2 separate regions of the Sus scrofa genome follow, and region 1 is linked to region 2. Evidence: chromatin contacts called from public Hi-C data. All regions are on one chromosome and are shown on one strand. The core of a region is the stretch at or near the end of the contact, and the rest is flanking DNA. Distances in the headings are between cores, read along the strand shown.

The links. Hi-C and Micro-C count contacts between places; a contact is called where the count stands out from the background.
Region 1: a contact with region 2 is called in a Hi-C map of liver, with 4 times the contacts expected there. A contact is called at or near these places in 3 of 47 Hi-C or Micro-C datasets (alveolar macrophages and liver) and 1 of 2 datasets of targeted methods (alveolar macrophages).

What each region holds. Positions count from the first base shown.
Region 1 is chr4:36,476,524-36,480,522 of Sscrofa11.1, forward strand. LOC102161266 (a long non-coding RNA gene) reads left to right here. Exons shown (of 2, transcript XR_002343182.1): 1 at 1-1,614. Among named protein-coding and RNA genes, the nearest start is that of ANKRD46, 78 kb to the left of the region's middle.
Region 2 is chr4:36,630,947-36,634,835 of Sscrofa11.1, forward strand. All of the region lies in intron 3 of LOC110260247 (a long non-coding RNA gene), which reads left to right. Among named protein-coding and RNA genes, the nearest start is that of RNF19A, 57 kb to the right of the region's middle.

The DNA of each region.
Region 1 (3,999 bases), core at 1,493-3,992, 150 kb before region 2:
CTGCACCCTTCATGATTAGAGCCCCAGAAGAATTCGCCTGTGGGTTTTTGAGCATCTATAGCTGTCCTTTGGTTGCTGTGTCATAACAGTCAACAATACAAAGCAACATTGTAATCATAACGCTCCCCTATCTTGTCTATAAACTGTTTCCACTTCTAGCAGATGGGTTTTGTTTTTTGGTTTTTGGGGTTTTTTTGTTTTTGCCATGCCCATAGCATATGGAAATTCCTGGGCCAGGAACTGAACTTGTGCCACAGCAGGACCCAAGCCTCTGCAGTGACAACACTGATCCTTAACCCACTGAGCCACCAGGGGACCCCTCTAGCAGGTATTTATACACTTTCTTTCCTTCGATGTATTCCTTGCCAAAATTCCATGAGAAAGGAAGTGTAATACTTATGCTTTAATTATAATAATACCTATACTTACACGTTCATCATAATTATTATAATCAACAATAAAGTAAATTTTATTTTAATAAATAAAACATGTATTAAACTTTTTCAACATGCCAGGTTTTGTGCTCATCATCTTTTAACTAACGTCTCATTCGTTTCCTCCATGAGCCCTATAAAGTCCTATTTTATCCCCATTTCACAGGTGAGTAAATAGAAACCCAGGATTCCAGCCCAGATCCACTGTCCCCAGAGCCTGTGAGCATCCCCACTGCATCTTCTCACTCATCCCCTATGGGGGGAGGCAAGGGCCAGGGGACTGAGGAACCCCCCTGAATACAGGCCGCTATATTGGCCAAGCTCCAGGATGCAAACCCTCCTGGCTTTCCTGGCGGGTCAGAAATCGGGGTCTGACTTCCCACTGCCTCCCTGCCAGTTAGTGGTGACTCCCTTCAGCACAGATGAAATCATCAGGAGGACTTCTGAAGCTGCACTGACGGCTCTGGATTAGCCACTCCAGCTATCAGATTGACACTTTGGGAGCGCAAATAAAATAGGCAGCAAGTAGAGTTCCCATATCCTCCCCAGCCCCAGTTTCCCCTGTCGTGAACACCTTGGCATTAGTGTGGCACATTGGTTATAATTGATGAGCCAATTTTCACACTTTATTTTTAATTAAAGTCTGTATACTGATTCTCTTCTTGGTTCTCGTAGAAGGTGTTGTACCTTCTATGGTTTGGACAAAGGTTCAATGAGACGTGTCCATGGCTACCGTACCATACAGAGGGGTTACACTGCCCCCCAAATCCCATCTTCTCACTATCCTCCCCTCTCCTCCAGTTCCTCACCCCTCTCCTCTTGCCCCAGTTGCTGGCAGCCACTGATCTTTTTATAGTCTCCATAGTTTCACCTTTTCTAGAATGTCAGGTATAGCAGTTGGAATTATACAACATGGAACCTTTTTTAGGTTGGCGTCTGTCACTTAGTAATACCCATTTAAGTTTCCTTCCTGTCTTTTTGTGGTTGACTAGCTCATCTCGTTTATTGCTGAATACAATTCTGTTGCTTGGAGGCACCACAGTGGATCCATTCACCTACAGCAGGATATCCTGGTTGTTTCCAGCTTTGGACAATTATGAAGAAAGCTGCTATCAGCATCTGTGTGCAGGTTTTTGTATGAAAGTTAAGTTTTCAAGGAGAACAATTGCTGGATTGTATGGTAAGAGTATGTTTAGCTTTGTAAATATTTTAAACCTAGTTTCACTTTGGATGTTATGCTTGTTTTTGTTTTTTTGCCTTTTCTTGAGCTGTTCCTGCGGCATATGGAGGTTCCCAGGCTAGGGGTCGAATTGGAGCTGTAGCCACTGGCCTATGCCAGAGCCACAGCAATGTGGGATCCAAGCTGTGGCAACGCCTGATCCTTAATCCAGTGAGCAAGGCCAGGGATCGAACCCGCAACCTCATGGTTCCTAGTCGGATTTGTTAACCATGGCGCCACGATGGGAACTCCTGGATGTTATGTTTTTATGTGAATGCTTAAGTTGATCTGGGGATTTACAACTCTTAATAAGAGCAAGGGACGCCTCAAGTACAATGGTCTAGCTGTCCAGCCTCCCTCTTATACGCACCCGCACCAACCTCTCTGGCCTTTGTCCTCCCCAGGGCACACGCATATCTGCTCTCAGACCCACCAAGCTGGGGTTCAGTGCCAAAGCCTGGTTCCCACCTTCTCCAGGGCAGGGGAGTAATTGTATGGCTTTTAAGGGCAGTTAAAATTCAGCTCCTGCTGGAGTTCCCTCGTGGCGCAGTGGTTAACGAATCCGACTAGGAACCATGAGGTTGTGGGTTCGATCCTGGCCTTGCTCAGTGGTGTGCGTCGCTGACTTAGCTCAGATCCCACGTTGCTGTGGCCCTGGCATAGACTGGTGGCTACAGCTCCGATTGGACCCCTAGCCTGGGACCTCCATGTGCCACGGGAGCGGCCCAAGAAACGACAAAAAAAAAAAAAAAATCAGTTCCTGCTGAGTGTATACAAAGATGGCATTTAATTCAAGCTCAATCCTTTGGGAATTAAGTCAATCAGGATTTCCTAGACATTTTTGGAATCATTCTGAAATATAACTGACCTTGGACACACATTATTCGTTTCTTGAATTTTAATAGATTTTGTTTCTCTCTCTTCCCTGAATGCTGTTTTCCTACTGAATTGCTCCTTCGTCTTCTTGACACACGTACTCCTATTTTGGGAAACCACACTCGTATTTTATGAACAACAGGACAGGAGGTAGGCCTTGCTTGACTTTGTGACGTCTAAGTAAATATTTATTGAATGACTATTTTGGAGACGACAGTCTTTTTTCTCCCTCCAGTTGAAAATGTCTTTTCATGGGAGTCGGTCTTTACAGATACACACCCATGGGCGTCACTGGAATGTCATTAACGTGTGGATTTGACATCTCTTTACACGGACTTGTCACTTCCTTGGGGTCACAGCATCTTGGAGGCGATCATCAGGGGCATGCGGTCAACCTCAAGGCCATGTCTCTCCGATTCCAAGCCCTGAGTCTCAGGCTTTTCTCACAAGGTTCAGGATGAGCCTGCTGCTGCGGTGGGCGGCGGCGGCGGCAGCTATCAGGGTCCTTTACACACAGTCCCTGGGGCCTCACTGAGGCCAGCTGCTCCTGAGCCCACAGGTCTCTGCATTTACACTCACCAGTGGTGCCTTTTAGGGACCGATTTATAGAGGAGCCTCTGGTGCATTGGGTCACCAGGGCAGCACTTGCGGGTAAGCTGACACGTCCTCTCTGGGTGTTCATTCTTCCCAAGCTCCTCCAAAGAAACCTGCTGTGTTTGATTTGTTTGGCTGGTTTGTTTGATTAACCTCTGGGTCTTTCCATTGAAGAAAGGGATCTTAGTTTCCAGAGAGCATTTTGAATAACTGTCACACTCAAAGTCTTTCCTATTGTCCCCAGAGGGGCCCCGGAAGAGCCCATATCTCTGAGACTCTCCTCCTTGCTCAGGAGGTGGGGCAGCCCACCCTTCCCTGCTTGGCTTGGGGTCCTGCTCTGGGGTCCCAGGTCTCGACGCTCAGCTCCAGTGTCCTCTGCACCTTTTCTCCAGGAGCCCCAGCAGTGAGCTCTTCTGAAAAACAAAGATTCTGTGGTCCCCACCCCCCCATTCCAGAATTCCTGTGGTGGGCATGCTGATTGGCCCTGCCTTCATTAGGGGAGACTGAACCACTGCACAACCAGACCCCCAAATGCATTGACTCAAATATAATAGAAGTACAACAGATTTCTGGATCATATAACATTCCAGGGTCAGCAGGTGCCTCTACGTTGCATGGCAATTCAGGGATCCAGGCTCCTTTCAGCTGTGGCTCCATCATCCCCAAGGGCTCAGAGCCCTGGAAAGGGAACAAGAACGCAAAGGAAGCATGGAGCTGATGTGCTTCAAAAGCTCCTCCCACCCCAGTGGCTAGAAGTCGGTCTTAGGGCCACCCCTACCGCCGGAGGAGCAGGGAATATTGCCTGGCTCCCACCCAGGAAGGAGAGAGAGATGGGTTTTGGTGGACAGCCCACAACCCCTGCCACAGACCCCATTC
Region 2 (3,889 bases), core at 1,000-3,499:
ACTAGTAAAATGATACAACCAACCTCACCACGTTATGTTGAATATTAAGTTCAACCATGCATGAGAAAAATGTTTGAAAACTCTTCAGTGCCATTCAGATGTTCGACCGAAAATGAAGGTACCTTCATTTTGCATTATATTGTTTTTAAAATAAAACTATTTTTTATCTTGGCCTAGGAGAAGACTTTCCTCCACCACTTGGCATCTTTTGAAAATCTAATAATACACTCTTCCACCCCTGATTGACTCATAATTATTTCATACTTTCGTGAAGGCAAGGAAACGTGATTTTAAAAACAGTGACTTAAGAAACAAACAAATAAATAAATAAATAAAAGTAGTGCCTTTAGACAAATCATCAAATCACCACTACATTTGTGACAGCTTCTCAGACAGGAAAGCATCTCTGTGTCAATGCAATGTGGAGTTTAAAGTGGCTTTTCCCTGAAACATCAGCCATGATTTTTAGCTATGTTGTTAAATATTAAATTTTCGTTATGTTTGGTTGAACATGAACTAAAGTTTTGCAAAGATACTGGAGTAATAGGATCCTGAGAGACGACAGGAAAGAGGTGAAGGGAAGAATTGCCTTTAATATTTTTTGTATTAATACATGAAGGAAAACCAAGAGGATGCCTGTTGACTAGGCTAGGTCTTCTACCTCCAGATGGGGATAGGCAATCATCAACAACCAACTTGTTTAGGAGTTCTCATCATGGCTCAGTGGTTAACGAATCCAACTAGGAACCATGAGGTTGCAGGTTCGATCCCTGCCCTTGCTCAGTGGGTTAAGGATCTGGCGTTGCCTTGAGCTGTGATGTAGGCCGGCAGCTACAGCTCTGATTAGACCCCTAGCCTGGGAACATCCATATGCCGTGGGAGCAGCCCTAGAAAAGGCAAAAAGACCAAAAAAAAAAAAAAAAAAAAAGAATTGTTTATTGTTTCAGTAAATAATATTTGAGTTTTTTAGCAGGACACTAAGCATTGAATGGAGGAAATATAAATATGTAATAACACATTATCTGTTAGGGCTCAGAGATTTAGGAATTTCACTCTGGTTGAAATACAGATCATTCCCCCTCCCCACCAACACCTCCTCAGAGAGCCTGCTGCCTGCAGACAGGAAGAACATCCCTTAAGGAGAAGTCCTGCCCCGTTCTCTGACCAGCTCCCTTGACCAGGGACAGACACTTGGCCCCCATGAGTTAGTTACACTCTCAGAGACCCAGAGGCTGCACTGGAGAGTGCTGGCATCGAAGATGCAAGGTCATGAAGAGTTGTTGCCAAAATTGGCAGCATGGCAGCCCAGAGCCATGTGCCAGCCAGTGCTATGAAGGAAAAGAAACTGAAAACTTTATGAGGACACAGAATAGCTCATCTGCAGAGAGGAAGATGGAGCAGCTGTGAAACAAGGACAAAGGAAATTAAGGAACCAAAGAGCTAGAGGGAAGGAGGGAAAGAACAGCAGAATGAGAGAGCAGCTCTCTGACCCTGCGTACTTCTTTCAGTTGAGTTCTGATTAATGTCTTAAAATAAAATCTTTACTTGGGTCATCCCCAGTGCGTTTTGGTTCCTGAGAATCAAGGGATACTTTAATAGGCCATTCACTGATTGGACTAAAGCCAAAGGTAAACAAGAAAGGCATCTGAACAGTCAAATTACACTTCCAAAATACTACCTACTAAAGCTTGTGTGACACCAGGAAGCTTTTGTTGCTTATTTAGTTTTTATAACAGCTTTACTGAGATATAATTCATACCATAAAATTTACGCTTCTTTAATTGCCTGGTTACTTTAATTTTTCAAAAATTCCCACCAAGCTTCCAGATCTCTGTCCACACCTACAAGTGGCCTTAGTAACAAGCAGAGAATGGCTAGTAGAAGCATGCACACTTTAGCCATAAAAAGCCATGGTTGACAGCCTAGCAGCAAAGGAGGAAGTAGAAAAGCTATAAATAGGAGAACAATAATTCCAAAGGGGAAAAAAAGAGCAATCTTGGGCTGTAGAGGGTGTTTTTGTCAGGCTCTTCTGGTTCCGAGGAATGGCTCGAGTTACATCTAATATTAGGGGAAGGAGTTGTAAGGAATGAAGAAAACAAGGACTTCAGCCCCACAGGGCCTCGTGGGAACCACCAAAGGCCAAATCACCAAGCCTCTGGAAGGACAGGCGCTGTAGCGGAGCCAGACCTCAAGAAGACTGGAACCAGGACACCGTTGAGAATCCAAGGTTACCCCAGGACTTCAGCATCGGGAGTTTGCACATCGTCACCTCAGCGATCAGTTATTTATGGGCCTCAGCTCTCCCCCCTGGCTGCGCCTACTAGCAGTGTCTTGCCGCTTCTCTGCCTCCCCTAACCGGCTTCCTCATCCCCTCTTTGGAATTTGTAAGCTGCCAGCTCTTGACCTATTGCGACCTGCAGACTTAACTGTTTGGCCGGTGTGGCGCCCTCACATTTAGAATTCCAAAGTCTTTGGGTGAGGCATGAACTTGGCAGTCACTCGGATCTTTGCCCTGCGGGCTACCTTCGCCACGCCCTTGTACCTTATTTGCATACCCCGCCCCCTGCTGCAGGTATTAGACTCCGGACTCTTGTTCTCTACTTGGTTTCTACCTCACAGCTTCTGCTTATCATGATTATGCCTCCTTCCTCATAACTTTGGCTTATTCTCCCTCATGGCTTCTCACAGCTAACCAGTCATTCCCAGCTCAAAATCTCCACAGGAAGAACCTGAACCACATGGTCCAGTTGGGGTTAAACTTTTCCCTCTGGTTCTGGCTGGGGACTGCCAGCCAGCCTAGAGCTTGGTTGCTTTAGGTCAGGAGTCCAGTGGGTGTCATCAGCCTTGGCTGAGAAGCTGCAAGGCCATGGAGAACAGAGCACAACTGTCTGGGGCTGACACCTAGGCAGGGGCCATGAGCAGTGCAGTTACATTTAAAAGGGATGGAGGGCCAGGAGGACCCCTTTATTGTTCAGTGCAGTGAGTCTGAGTGACTTCACTCTGGAAACCTTAACAAGCCTGAGAGAGTGAGGTTCCATTTAACCTCCTCAAATAAAATCTATGATACCAACATGGAATCTTTAAGAAAAGGTTAAATTCAGTGTCCTCTATCTAAGGAGTCAGTGATGTGTATAGCACACTTTAGAAGAATTTCCACTGAAAATTATGAAGGTTAAAAATAACAGAGGATATTTAATGTGTATTCAAGTGTTTGAGAACTCTTGAATGGTCTATTAAAAAAAAAAAACCCTCCTTTTTTTAGTAAAATAGGAACTAGTTCTGCAAAGTTAAAAACAGAAGCTCCAAAAGTTTTCTAATCCTGGCTCTGCCACTTATCAGCTATCCAATTATTTAGTAATTCAGTTCCTCAATTGCCTCATCTATAAAATGAGGGTAGTAATAGTATATGTATCCCGTAGCATTGTCAGATTAAATGAAATAATCCAAGTAAAACCTTTCAAATGGGTACCTGGTGCATAGTGAGTGCTAAAAATTGATTATTATTACAGTTGCTCCTGTTTTGTTATTATATAAATAAGGGAGATATGTACTAACACCCTAGTAGAATTTTTTTTGTTTGTTTTTGTTTTTGTCTTTTTGCCTTTTCTTGGGCCGCTCCCACAGCATATGGAGGTTCCCAGGCTAGGGGTCTAATCGGAGCTGTAGCCGCCAGCCTACACCAGAGCCACAGCAACTCGGGATCCGAGCCACGTCTGCAACCTACACCACAGCTCATGGCAATGCCAGATCCTTAACCCACTGAGTAAGGCCAGCGATCGACCCCGCTACCTCATGGTTGCTAGTCGGATTCATTAATCACTGAGCCATGACAACTCCCTTAGTAGAATTTTTATAATGGTTGAGATTTTCCTCTTTGTACGTATATATT